Regions from separate parts of the Mus musculus genome. Here regions 2, 3, 4 and 5 are each linked to region 1. A link is a contact called in public HiChIP or PLAC-seq and promoter capture Hi-C data. All regions are on one chromosome and are shown on one strand. Each heading gives the region's core, a stretch centred on a gene start, on an enhancer-like site or on the middle of the called end of the contact. The rest is flanking DNA. Distances are from core to core; before and after follow the strand shown. Region 1 holds the start of Tmco3 (transmembrane and coiled-coil domains 3). Region 2 holds the start of Naxd (NAD(P)HX dehydratase). Region 3 holds the start of 5830468F06Rik (a long non-coding RNA gene). Region 4 holds the start of Ing1 (inhibitor of growth family, member 1). Region 5 overlaps Arhgef7 (Rho guanine nucleotide exchange factor (GEF7)).

Region 1 (2,519 bases), core at 13-2,512:
ATTTGCTCAAACAGATTTGCGGCCCACTACAGATTGACTGTGCTTTGCCATGTGCAAGCCTGGAAATGAGGGCATCAAGTCCAAGTGTTCCCAAATCTTGAGCCTCCCAACATTTCCTTCCCCAGTGACGTTCCTGTCCAAGAGCGCAGGTGAGTGGCTTGGCCGCTGAAGTCTGCTAGCAGCTGGTCAGAGGAGTCTTTCTGCAGCTCTTCTCCATTATTTCTTGATTTCTAGGTTCAAACCTTTTAGTTTTCCAGCCTCGTCCTTCTCGGTATTGGTTCCATCCCCTCTTCCCTCCCCAGGGTTCGGTCCTCAGTTCCCCTGTTTCCTCTACGCAAACCAAGCCAAGCCGACATCTCTCCCAGGACAGAGACAAAACTTGTCTTCCTCGGCTCCCATTCGCTTGCATCCTCTCGGAGCAAGGCTACCCCGAGACCCAAGGAATGGGACTGTCAGGCGTCCTCCCGCGGTCCAGGCCTTTGCACGGCTCTACTAGGCAAACCCTCCTCTACCTCCAGGGCGTCCAGTCGGTCCCTCCCCGCCTCCAGGATTCCCAGCCTGATCTCAGGAAGAGAGCGGGCGAGTAGGGGATATCCTCGCCGCGGCGAGAGCTGAGCGGATCGCAAACCATGCTAACCCCGCGGAGCCTTGCGCACCACCTTCCGGGGATCGCGTCCTTCCACCTCTTCCACAAACCTCCCCGGGCTGACGGCTTCAAAGCTCTGCCAGCTCCGCCCCAATCGGCGTCACTGTCCACTCAGAAGCGGGACGGCTCCGCCCAGCAGGCAGGTTGTCACCCGTCGCACAGCCCCGTCCCGCCCTCCGGTCCGGTCAGCACCCAGCTGACCCGGCGCCGCTGCCCTCCCCGGAGATCCAACTGGGCTCCTCACACCCCTCTTCACACCATGCTACTCCAAGTCAACCGCGCCCTCCCTCAACACCACGACGGGCACGCCCGGCCTCTCGGTTCGGTTATCCTAATGCCGCCACAGAGAGGTGACCTCCGCGCCCGGCTCTGGCCCGCACCTGCAGAGCGCAAAGCTAGCCACCTACCATGCTCCCCAAGGCTGCCGAAGCGACTTCAATTTTCTGCGCAAGCGCACGCCGCTCTTCCTCTGCGCAGGCGATTGCCGCGGCGGCTAGCAGCAGGCGCTCTGCGCAGGCGCAGTGTTCGAACGCTCCCTTCAGGTGACTGGGGGGGCTCGCTCCGTCTTCGGCTCTCCGCGTGCAGCGTGGACAGGCGCCCCTCAGCTCCGAGGCACAGCGTTTGGGTCACATCGTAACCTCTCTCGGAGGCTGTTGCTGTTCTGAGGCTCTTAGGCTTACGCACTCTCTGGAAGCTGGCTGGCCGGCCGGCTCCCGGGACTCCAGTTCCCGGCGTGCATCGCGCCGCGCGAAGGACGACGGAGCTGTCCATCGGCAGCCTGCTTAAAGGAGCCGCACCTACTTTCCAGCTGCGCGTCAGAAGCGCCTGAAGTAAGAAGAGGGCGGTGCCGTCCTCGGTGTCCTGGTCCCGAGGCCAGGAAAGAGATGAGGGCAATTCTTTGGCGGCCCTGAGGTTCGCTGCGTCGGGGAACTCTCGATCGGGGACAGTGATGCTGAGGTCGCATGTCCAGAGAGCGGCCTCCTCCATCGGGGTAAGCTCTGCAGCTGCGGGACTTCTGTCCTGAGATGCGCTCCACCGGGGTCCTCATCCGGGTTGCTCAATCCTGGCGACTCCTACCCGGGGCTCCTTCTTGGTTTGTCTCTTCCAAAGGGGATCCTTCCTAGGAGACTGCCTTTGTCTACTTTCCAGGGGGTGGAGGGTCTTTTCCTAGAAGTTCTTTCGGGGTATGGGGGAAGACAACCGTTTCCAAGACTTCACCTAAACTCGGAGGTTCAGCTCCCCGAGCCTCCCGTTTTTTTGTTCTTCCCTGTAATTTTTTGTAGTCTCTCTGTCCCGCCCCGTGAGGCTGCCCGCAGACAGCCTCTTCTTAAAGATAAACCTGGAAAGACGCCCCAAGATTGTCTCTTTCAATAAGGGATGTGGGTGCCCTGCAACACTTGACTTAAGCTTATACAGCCAGGGAGGTTGGCAGAGTCAACAATCAAACCAAGATGGTTTACACATTAATTTCTTAATTTAGGTGGTAAAACCAATCAAGTAAGTTGAAAGTGACAGGGAAGGTCACTCTGGCCCAGTGGGTTTAACCTCTCGTTTATTTATTGTCAGCATCCATCTCATCTTCCTGGGGTGCAATGTAGATTTGCTTACTTACCAGAGAAGTGTTTGCTACTGATGAAAGGGCCTCTTTCTTCATAGATCTTTTTCTCCTCCTTGGCTTCCCTAACTAAAAAAAGAACAAGCAGCTGGCTAGTGAGTAGGCTCTGTGTCTCCTCTCTTTGTGGATTTAAGTTGGCACCTCCTGAACAAATAAAGTAGCTATTTGAACAGCCCTTTGGGCACCACCAAGAAGCCATGGTTCATTGGTTCTAAGTCATATAGGCTGTTTGCTCTGCCTCTGTTTGACTTATCTTCC
Region 2 (2,519 bases), core at 11-2,510, 1.8 Mb before region 1:
ACAGTAACACATTTTATCAATAGTGTCACAACAACCCTATAAAATTACTGCAATAGTAACACGGTGTAACAATAGTGTCACAACGTCAAAGGGTCGAATATTCTTTAACGTTAGGTCTAAAGGAAATTCCAGTTCTCCAAACTCCAAAAGGGCAGTTCAAACATCCAGATAAGTTCAACCTGGACTGCAGAATTCCTGGGTGTTAGATAAAAGCTAGCATTCCTCAGGAATTTGTAAAGCTGCTTCCCCTAGGCTTCTGGGCAGAAAGGACAGATACATAAATAGCTACCTGTGGTGTTTCTGAGCATTTCAAAGCTCATGCTGCCCTCCAGGCTCCCTCAGTATCACAAGTTATCTGCTACACGTTTCAAAGTCCATGCTAACCTTCTCACCTCACCGCCTCCCATGCCCACCCCACCCGTTTATTCTCCTTACTGTTCTTGCTGTGTGTTCTCTCTGCTTCTCTCTATATATCCTTCATCTCCTGCTGTTCTCCCCTCTCTGATAGCCCTGGCCATGTCCAGTCTAGTTCTTTCTCTCTCTGCTCTGAACTCTCACAGATGCCTCTGTCTGGTCTCTGTCTCTGTCTCTGTCTCAATCTACAATAAAAACCCTTTGGTTAGCCATACCACAGAGAGGTCAAGACGCCAGTTTATACACTTAGGCCATCGGTTTGTGTCACTTTGTAGAAAACAACCCAGGCGGCTACTGTCCTCAGCCAGGCTTCATACAGGGTACAAGTGGAAGTATCAAAGACAGGTCAAAAGCAGTATCAAAGGCACAAGAGGCATGGGTATGAAAGAACTAAGTCAGGATGCTTTCCGGTTTGGGGGCGTAAGCTGTTGTAACCATGAGGTTGCCTATCTTACTATTGAGACAACAAAGACCTCGAGGAACCGAGGCCAGAAAATGGTTTGAGAGATGCTAAGCCTTAGACCTAGCTGTGGGACGCACCAGGGCCAAAGACATCATCTAGTTGGGCAGCACAGCTATGGACAGGCTGCCAAGGAAGCTGACCTCCAAGGGAATCGTGAACCATCAAGTTCACGAACAAAACGCTATAGAATAAAAAAGAAATAGGTCCCTAAACCGCCAAGGTTCTTCAGTGAGCCGGCTACCACAACGCTTAACCTGGGGCCAGGCCGGATTGGGTGCCTCGCTGGTCAAGCGGAGTAAGCGGAGGGTAATTGATGGACGCTGACCCTGGGGGTGGGATGAACCCGGAGTACGCTTCCGGCGGTGCAGGAAGCTGGGGCCGCCGGGCGGAGCCCAGAAGACCAATGGCGGTGGCCCGGCGTCCGCGCGGGGACACCTGGGAACCCGGAAGTGCGCTGGACCGCCATGGGAGTCCGCTGTGTGGCAATCCGCGCCTGCGGGGGAGGTAAGATCGATCCGGGCGTCCCGCGGATGGCCGTTCACGCCTGTGGGGCTGCGGCGGCCGTGGTGGCGCTGCTTTCCGCCGCGATCGCGCTCCAGTGGTCGCCGCTGTACGCAGGTACCGGCCGGGGTCGCTTCTGCCTGGCGCTTGCGCGTTCAGCGCCGGGAAGCCGGTGGGACCGGCCTGCGTGAGGACTAGGCTCCCCCCGCTCCCCCGAGTTATTGGGGGCCTATGCAGGAGATGCGGGCCGTTTCCTGAGCTGGATCGCGTCCACACACTGGCTCGACTTGCCACACCTATAGAAAGGCTTTTGAATAACCCTTTATTTAGAGACTGTTTTTCTCTTGGTAATTGCCTTTCTTTGTGCGCACTGAGGTTTCATTACTAGATTGACTTGCTAAATGTCTGGCAAAGACCTGGTAGAGTTCTGGGCTTTAGACCTTTCAACTGGCTGTGCTGGGCTGGAGAGATGGCTCAGCGGTTAAGAGCACTGAGGTCCTGAGTTCAATTTTCAGCAACCACAGGGTGGCCCACAACCATCAGTAATGGGGTCCGATGCACTCTTCTGGTGTGTGTCTGAGGACAGACAGCTACAGTGTACTTGTATAAATAAAAATAAATAAATCTAAAAAGAAAAGAAAACGGTGCTTAGAGTGAATCTCACTTAATATAAGGACTGCTGTCGCATGCTCCGGCTTAGACTTCACATTAACTTAAAGCCCTTGGGGCACAGAAGCCATGGTTGTCTTCCTCAGCCATGGTTTCTTTACGCCAACAAAATGCAGACAGGCTCGACCTGCTTTTCCAGACTCTGGATAGTCTTGGCGACAAAGTCAATAGTATTTACATTTTAAGTTCTCTCTTAATACTTCAGGGGATAAATCCACCAGGAGTGGCAGTAAGCCAACTAAAACGTGATCCAGTGTAAAGTGTCGGAAAATCTAGTCGATTCTCCTCCAGCCTTTTACTAACCGAGCTCTCTGTCTTGGTACAAAGTGCCTGACTCGTCAGGGTATCCCAACGGCATCCTATTGTGGAACAGATTCATCGTCAAGGACAGAGAGCAACATACTGTTGAGTGACAGCAAAGCAGGAAAATGCTTGTTAGTCTCAGGTGTTATCTTAGCATTCTCTCCCTGTG
Region 3 (2,519 bases), core at 6-2,505, 1.7 Mb after region 1:
ATACCTCTGAGCACAGGACGTTTCCTGTCTGAAGACTGTGGTAGCTAGCTGTTCTGCTAGTCCCCTGCGAGCTTGTGTTGGTGGCCACGGCTGTGGGAGCATACCTGATGGGTGCTGGTGGTATGCAGCGCCCAGACCTCAGATGCCTGCAAACCAGATAAAGCAGGTTTGGGACCAGGCCCAGTCTAGTGTTCTCTCTCTCTCTCTCTCTCTCTCTCTCTCTCTCTCTCTCTCTCTCTCTCTCTCTCTCTTTCCATTTCTTAGATCATTTTACTTGCATGTTACACACACACATACACACACACACACACACCCCAACCAGGGAAAGTTTCCCCTTAGTCCCAGCTTAAAGCCTACTGGGGAAAAATGCTTTCTTTGGTGCCGCCCTAAGCCTACCATCAAGTCTCTCATGACCTCAAGGTCTACGCTGAGCTTGCCATAACGTGGTAGCAAACATAGTTCTGTGACTAGCATTCCATCGGGGCCAAAGGGACAATAAAAGGTCAGAATGTACTAGACTCAGTGCTTCTATTCTAGAGCTGAGATAACCAGTCGGGATGTCAACTTCCTGGAGTCCCAGCTCACAAGGGACAAGTGTGCAAGGCTTGTGCAACAGCAGCAGGGGCACCTTAGACACACTCAGGCTGCACCGTGTCAGCCAGCTCTAGCTCGTGAGCCCAGAGGCACCTGTAGATCCTGAGTTGTCTGTCCACAGCGATTTGACTTTGGGCGTGGATGGCTTTAAAGCCATCTCCCCTGTGAAAAGTGCTCTCTCAGCATCACACTTTCTCAGAGAATGCTGACATCCTTGGAGTTCAGCTGCACCCGTGAGCTTCTGAGAACTCCAACCTTGGCACTGGCCAGTGAGTCAGAGAGCTGGAGAAGAGCCCCTACCCCAATCACCAGCCTCCTTGCTTGTACAGTGGGAGTTGAGATTCCTGTTTCTTGGGTTTGGGGTGTTTGGCATTGTCCCTGCATACAGTTCTCTTCATATCAGTTGTTCTGCATGTCAGTGGCTCTTCAGTGACTGTGGCCAGGCAGGGGGATAAAAGGGGAGTGGAGAAACCTATGAGAGCTCAGATGGTGGCGTTAGAACAGTTAGGGATGAGCGTTTGGGAGAGGAATTTAAATATTGTGCTTTAAAAACAAACAAACAAACAAACAAACAAAAAACCAAAAAAAAAAAAAAAAAAACTTCACAAAGCTACGACCAAGCTTCACTGTCCTAGTTTTGATACATCTGAGACTTTCAAGATACGGCTTTTATGCTCTAAAATCTGCAAATGGTATCATTACAAAAAAGCAAAGAGGTTTATTTCTTTGAATATGGAAACACGTTGGGTGTGATAGCATACACCTGTAAATCCCAGCACTAGGGAAGCAAGAAGGTCTCTAGCTTGAGGCCAGGCATGGCTGAGTGGTAGGGTAAAGTTCAGCATGGGCTGTAGAGTACAATTCTGTCTCAGGGGAGGAAAAAAAAAAAGGAGGGTTCAGTGTAGTTATTATCCACAAGAGGCTGAGGTCTGCTTCACCAGCAAACAGTACGGTCACCAACTCTGTGAGAGGCCTGTCATCTCTCACATACATCATAGGGTATGTTGTGCGTTGTATGCTTCGGGACATTTTTATATGGGTGCTTTATGATCTATTTTTTCATATCCCTCGTTAATGAAAGGTCTCAGGTTTCAGGGTCCTGGGGTGGTGGGGGTGGGGGCACTGAATGGCTTGTCCTTTCAAGCAAGAGATTTATTAGCTATTAATGTCGTAGACATACAGTATGGCAGGGCGTATAAAAAGTTCAGACCTGTGTGTCTAACAAGGGGCCCCTCAGAGGTTTCAGAGTGCGTGAGGGTCCTATGCCACGTAGCTGATGAGCAGCTTACAGGACACCCTTGTTGTCGAGTTGACTCCTGATTGCTCTGTCCATCGGAAAGTCAGGATTATAGGTTCAAGGAAAGTCAGAGTGTGGTGCCTGTCATTCGTTGTAGGAACTGTGAGGAAAAACAGGGGATGATGGTGATGGGCTGCTGGATCTGAACGTGGCCTCTGTAACTCTACCCACACACAACAGTTAACATGAACTCAGCTCCTTGCTGGGGTAGACAGATTACAGTGATCTTCCTCTTTCTGAGTGTCACGTCTTCATGAGTGAGATGAAGATGCATAGCATCAGTACCACGCGAGCGTCAAATAATCCTACATCGGCATCCTCTGGCTGTTGTACCTGAGGCCAGCTGTGGTTGGCCCAGGTACCGTGGAACATGGGCTTTTAAGAATTTTGGCTCACAGGAGAATGGAGGTTGCTAAACAAAGCTGCCTGCCCTGATATAACACACCTCACATCGTTGCATGGAGCACCATCTTGCACTTGTGGACACACACTATCGATCTCAAGAGCTGCTGCAAGGGGGAAGGCTCTGGTGGGTGCTGGTGGGTAGAGGGGAAAATGTGTAGAGAGTGGAAAGATACTGTCCTGCGTCTTCTGGCCCAAGGAGCCAGGTTGCATTTATTGGCTCTTG
Region 4 (2,519 bases), core at 13-2,512, 1.7 Mb before region 1:
ATCACCAGCCCTGCGCACCTGAGGCCACAGCAGCGGGTCCACCGCTCTCGCCCAGGCGGCCGAGCAAGATTGAGGACCTGGGACTCAGAGGGGCGAATAGGACAGCCGCACCACAGTCCCAGCCATACAAAGGCGCGAATGTGGCGACCACAGGCCAGGCTCCGCCCCAGGGCGGTGCCTAGGCAGGAAGAGGGCGGGACCGCCGGGGCCCGTCGCCTAGGCAACCCCTCGCTCTGCCCGGGCTTTTCAGAAAGCCCTAAATCCGGCAGCTGTGGGGGAAGGGCGGGATGGGAAGCTGAAGGTTGTGCTCCCCTGCGGGAAGCACACTGCGGTGCCCGCTGCCAACTCAGTGTGACGAGGACATGGGCAGCCTCAGATGCGGCAGGGAGGGGAAGAGCTAGTTAGGATCAGAGAAGAGCTGCTCCCGCCAGCCCGCCCACCGTAGATCTCCGCGCTGAAAAGAGCACCCCTCGGGGGCCCCTTTGTCTCCAGGCCATTCTAAACCCAGCACCGGGAGGCGACACAAAGGGACGATGGGGGCGGAAGGCGCAGGCGCGTGGAGGCGCCGAGGATGCTGGGAGTGGTGGTCCCTTTGCGTGTCGATAGCTGCCCTCCCGCGCGGGTCCGCATCCATCGCCAGGGAGCTGCGCCTGCGCGTCCACTTCCGCCTCGCTCGGCTCCGCCCGCTCGTCCCTCCTGGAAGAGGACAGCTCTCTAGTACTAGGCGTGCGGGGGGCGTTGCCGATCCCACCACACCTCCTTCTCGTCCAGATTGGCCGCAGAGGTAAGAGTCGCAAGGGGATTGGCTGACGCCGTTGCCATTTCTGTTCGGGGGCCCTATTTATACCGCGCTAGGAGGCGGGGGAATGCAGTTAACCCAGCGGAGGGTGGCTCTTCTCAGGTTAGTCGGTTTGAAGGCAGCGATCTGGAGGCTCGTCCGGCCCCGGCGTGTCTCGAGGAGCAGGCTAGCACCCCGCGGTTCCCGGCCGGCGTGCGGCTCCGCCCAGTAGGTCCGCCACCGAGTGTCAAACTCCTAGTAAAGTTTCGCGTCGCCGGTCTCCCCTGCCCAGGCGACCCCGCCGCTGTCCCCTCGGCGACCCTGGCCCCCAGCGACAATGACAGGCCACGCCCCCGCGCGGGCCGGCCTCGCGGCCCGCCGCCCCCCGGCCCGGGACGGTGAGGGGCGTGAATGCGGTGGGGGCGGGGCCGCCTCCGGGAGGAGGGGTGGCGGGGCGCATGCGCGCTGCGCGCGGGGCTGAATGTTTCCCAAGTGTTTGAAACTGGTATTTGGGTTTTCCACGTTGGACAAGTGCGGCGAGGCGGGCGGCGGAGCGCGCCCTTCCCGCAGCCGGCCCCGCTCTCTCCGCTCTCCACGCTGGTGGCGGGTGGGCGGCGGTGGCCGGCCCTCTTTGGGTGTGTGCGCGCTAGTACGCACGGCCCCCCGCGCCGCCCGCCGCCCGGGAGGGGGCCTGCACGGCCGGCGGGGTGTGCGCTTGAGCTTCGGCCGCCGCGGCCCGCGCCTGCAGGCGCCGGGGTCCCCGCGGCCCCGGAGGCGGCGCGGCAGGCGCCAGATGTAGCCGCCGGCCAGCCCGGCCGGAGCGGCGGGGGGGCGCGGAAGGGCGAGAGAGCTTTGCATTTTGCAGTGCTGTTTGAGGGGGGCGGGGGGTGGAGGAAGCGGAAAGCCGCCGAATCGCCGGGGACCTCCGGGGTGAACCATGTTGAGTCCTGCCAACGGGGAGCAGATCCACCTGGTGAACTATGTGGAGGATTACCTGGACTCAATCGAGTCACTGCCTTTCGACCTGCAGAGGAACGTCTCGCTGATGCGGGAGATCGACGCCAAATACCAAGGTACGGCGGGTGATGGATGGGCGGGGGCGGCCGCGTCCATCCCTGGGTCCCGGCGGCGAGGCTGACCGGTCCTGCTGGAGCCGGAGCGCCCGGTAGCGTCCTCGGAGGGCTAGGAACAAAAGGTCTGGAGCGCCTTTGATACGCCGAGGTCCTTGTGTACCGAGCTCCGGGACATGGAGAAGGAAGGAGCGCGAACGGCTGGCTGCAAGGCTGCGCGACCAAAGCGCTCTTTGTAGTGAAGTGATGAGGCGGTGCTGCGGGGGAGGGGGCGCGGGGCTCGGCCGCGTCCTCGGGGAGGGGGTGAAGGCGGCCGCGCGAGGTGGAGTGCTATGCGGGCGCCGCGGCCGTAGGGCGCGGGCACCGGGCTAGAGAGAGGGCTGCGGGCCGTACTCCGGCGGAGCTGAGTGCGGGTCCGGAGAGTCGCCGCCTCCCGCCAGGTTCTGGTTCTAAGTGTTACATAAAGTACTGGGCAGTCCTGACTCGGGGTCGCGCGATCGCCCAGGCCCTGCTCTCCTGGGCCCTCTCTTGGCTCTGGACAGGGCTCCGGGCCGACTGCGAGGGGCGCCGGCGCGGTGTGTCTTGGGGAGGAAGAGGGTGAAAGGGAGGATCGCAGCCGACTAGGTGTACGACTGCGCTGCGATCGGTGGACGCGAGCTGGGCTCTGGCTG
Region 5 (2,519 bases), core at 15-2,514, 1.5 Mb before region 1:
AGGCCACTGTTGCCTTTCTAGAGTACATGCAGAGCCCTCTGCTCGGTGGCCTCGCTAATCAGCAAGCAGCTGTGAACATTCTTACACCGGGATTTTGGTGGCTATGATTTCTCCTGGGCAAACAACAGCTGGGGCCTAGGGTAGAAACAAGTTTAACTGTGGAAGAAACTGCCTGTTTTTCTGGTCCACTCTCCCAAGTCAGGCTCAAGGTTGCGTTTCAGCCTCGCCGACCCTGACATTGTGAACATTCTCCTTCTTCTCCCTCTGCTAGGCGTGCAGTGTTGGCTGGACTTTTAATGTGTTCTCATGTGTGTGTGCGCCCGTGAGTGAGTGGGAATGTATATGAGTGGACCCTGATGGTTGATGATGTTAGTTTTTCATTTGTTCATTGACTATGTGCAAACTGTCTTTAGAGAGGCATGAAGGACTCTCCCATGTTGTTTTGTCTTGTAATAATCCTAGACATGTTGTTTTTCACTACAGTCTCCGGTGCCCTTGACTATGTACATTTTAGAAAACACTATGGACTTCTGAAACCACAGGTGTTTCCCCTCTGCCCTGAGATGGTGTATTGCTGTGTTGCCTGGACTTAAATTTATCAGCTCAAGTGATAGACCTACCCCTCTCTCAAGTAGCTGGAACTGAACTTCTATTCTAAATGGTGTGATCTGCTGTGAACTTGAGGCCCAGTAAATATTGCTGGATTAACTTATTATCCACTTGATCCAACAACTCAGTTAGGCTACTGGCCTTAAACTGGAGATAAGGAAATAGACCTAGAGGGGTCAAGTGACTCCCCTAGTGACATGTTTGTTATAGCGCTAGAGCTCTTCACTCGTAATGTTGACCCCTTAGTTTTCCAAACAGCGATGTTCATTGGAGTTCTAGTTACATGTACCCATGTACCAGACTTCAGAGAGTTATGTGGGCCAGGACGTCTTAAGGTAACCCATGGAAAGAGCCTCAACTAGTGTGTCCACAAAAAGGAGCCTGTAGTCATAAGGACACATAGCCAGTTTGGCTGTCCCTGCTCCTCTTCATAACATTCCTCTCCTACGTCACACAAAAAGGCAGACTGTCACCCATTTCTTGTCTTCCTCAGATGTACTGCAAAAAGATGAAATTCTTTTCTTGTCACTTAAAGGACAATCACAAACATGCTTTATAAAAAAGAAAACAAAAATGAAATGAAACACCCAGGGTGTTAAGACTTCAGTGACCCTAATGGCAGAGACTCTGTGACTCTGGGTTCAGTGACCCCAGTGGCAGGGACTCTGTGACTTTGGGTTCAGTGACCCCAATAGCAGGGACTCTGTGACTCTGGGTTTTCTAATTCCTTGCTTTCATAGACATTATAGGAGGCTCTAGTGAAGCTATTAACATTTAAAATCTCTGAATGGGTAATAGGCCACATCTGGAGTTTGGCTTTTGTCACTCATTAGGTGTCAAAGAATAAGTCCCATTACAAAGCTCCCATTCCCACATGCTCGTCTTTATGGATGGCCACTCAGCACACACATGGAGAGAACAGTCAGGAAGAGTTGGTGGTGGACAACACTTCATTCTAGCAAAGTGGTAAAATCCACAGATGAAAACCAATCTGGGTCTGCCACCAAGTCTGAGACCTGAGTTTGATTCCTGGGACCCACATGGGTGAGAGAAGAGAACTGACTGCTACACTTTTCCTTTGGACTCCACACACACCATGGCACGCATGCCCCACACAGGTATGTGTAATTTAAAAACCACATTTCTCACTAATATGTAAATCCTCAAGGTGTTTTGCTTTTTATAGTTAACAATTATCAAAATCAATGTATGCTGCTTCCATTATTTTATATACTCATCATACAAGAAAAGAAAATAACAATTAGCCTGTGGTTTCATAATCAAATGTAGAGATGAAGAGATGAGTCTAATTATTTGTAGTGTTTACCTTCTCTGAAGTTATCTCGAATGCTGAACTGCAACATTGTCCTTGGGGGAAATACAGGGCTAGGAAACCAAAAGACCCTGGTCATATTTTTATTTTGCATGTACTTGTAGATGTGAGCATGTGTGCACATGGCTGGTCACAAAATTCTGCCAACGAGTGAATACATGACCTTATTTTATGGGCATTTTTGGAGAATGTATGCTATAAATGTTATGTATTTACTTACAATAAGCCATCATCTCAAGTACAGTACTGTGTAATCTACCATGGCTGTAGTGGTTTATCACATATGCACATATACAGAATGTTCATAATCAGACAGTAATTGCAGCCCACACACACATACTGGGCGCTGTATATAGTAGGAATGCAAAAAAAAGTCTTAAGAAAAGTACTCTGCAAAGGTCACATGGTTGGCTTCATGAAAATGTTAAAATTGCCCCGTAGGGGGCGCTAGCTGCAAGTTGAATGTACTTTGAACTCTGACCTTGGGGAGACTGGAATTAGTTCGGTAGAAGGGGAAGATGTGGGTAAAGATGGCTGTCCCTTAGAAGACTGGCTTTTTTTTTTTTTTTTTTTTTTT

What was found. Promoter capture Hi-C pulls out the DNA fragments that hold promoters and counts their contacts. HiChIP or PLAC-seq counts read pairs in DNA pulled down with a chosen protein or histone mark.
Region 2: a contact with region 1 is called in a promoter capture Hi-C map of liver, with 8 times the contacts expected there. The contact joins the promoter of Naxd here to the promoter of Tmco3 in region 1. A contact is called at or near these places in 6 of 39 promoter capture datasets (the 3T3-L1 cell line, the SN4741 cell line, erythroid cells and 2 more), 1 of 484 Hi-C or Micro-C datasets (CD4 T cells), 1 of 115 datasets of contacts at active chromatin or transcription factors (microglia) and 2 of 9 other capture datasets (adipose tissue and liver).
Region 3: a contact with region 1 is called in a promoter capture Hi-C map of stem cell-derived epiblast-like cells, with 2.1 times the contacts expected there. The contact joins the promoter of 5830468F06Rik here to the promoter of Tmco3 in region 1. A contact is called at or near these places in 4 of 39 promoter capture datasets (the 3T3-L1 cell line, hippocampal neurons, pre-B cells and 1 more).
Region 4: an H3K27ac HiChIP or PLAC-seq map of thymic regulatory T cells shows a contact between it and region 1, with 9 times the contacts expected there. The contact joins the promoter of Ing1 here to the promoter of Tmco3 in region 1. A contact is called at or near these places in 6 of 39 promoter capture datasets (embryonic stem cells, erythroid cells, liver and 2 more), 8 of 484 Hi-C or Micro-C datasets (B cells, CD4 T cells, CD8 T cells and 4 more), 6 of 115 datasets of contacts at active chromatin or transcription factors (Th17 cells, astrocytes, pancreatic cancer cells and 3 more) and 2 of 9 other capture datasets (adipose tissue and liver).
Region 5: a promoter capture Hi-C map of liver shows a contact between it and region 1, with 6 times the contacts expected there. The contact joins the enhancer-like site here to the promoter of Tmco3 in region 1. A contact is called at or near these places in 7 of 39 promoter capture datasets (the 3T3-L1 cell line, the C10 cell line, hematopoietic stem and progenitor cells and 3 more), 1 of 115 datasets of contacts at active chromatin or transcription factors (astrocytes) and 1 of 9 other capture datasets (embryonic stem cells).

Annotation. Positions count from the first base shown.
Region 1 is chr8:13,286,751-13,289,269 of GRCm38.p6, forward strand. Tmco3 (transmembrane and coiled-coil domains 3) reads left to right here and starts at 1,263. Exons shown (of 13, transcript NM_172282.2): 1 at 1,263-1,637. It overlaps Dcun1d2 (DCN1, defective in cullin neddylation 1, domain containing 2 (S. cerevisiae)), which reads right to left and starts at 1,376. Exons shown (of 7, transcript NM_001024504.2): 1 at 1,054-1,376. The coding sequence starts at 1,056.
Region 2 is chr8:11,496,246-11,498,764 of GRCm38.p6, forward strand. Naxd (NAD(P)HX dehydratase) reads left to right here and starts at 1,261. Exons shown (of 10, transcript NM_001190357.1): 1 at 1,261-1,381. The coding sequence starts at 1,342.
Region 3 is chr8:15,020,342-15,022,860 of GRCm38.p6, forward strand. It overlaps 5830468F06Rik (a long non-coding RNA gene), which reads right to left and starts at 1,256. Exons shown (of 2, transcript XR_003947516.1): 1 at 1-1,256. All of the region lies in intron 1 of Kbtbd11 (kelch repeat and BTB (POZ) domain containing 11), which reads left to right.
Region 4 is chr8:11,555,195-11,557,713 of GRCm38.p6, forward strand. It overlaps Ing1 (inhibitor of growth family, member 1), which reads left to right and starts at 1,263. Exons shown (of 2, transcript NM_011919.5): 1 at 1,263-1,851. The coding sequence starts at 1,716.
Region 5 is chr8:11,753,662-11,756,180 of GRCm38.p6, forward strand. The region is part of intron 1 of Arhgef7 (Rho guanine nucleotide exchange factor (GEF7)); the gene reads left to right. Among named protein-coding and RNA genes, the nearest start is that of Arhgef7, 27 kb to the left of the region's middle. Within about 2 kb of position 1,265, at least 7 of the 459 cell types and tissues checked have an H3K27ac peak or open chromatin away from gene starts, as enhancers often do. A contact at or near this core is called in liver, where this site is marked.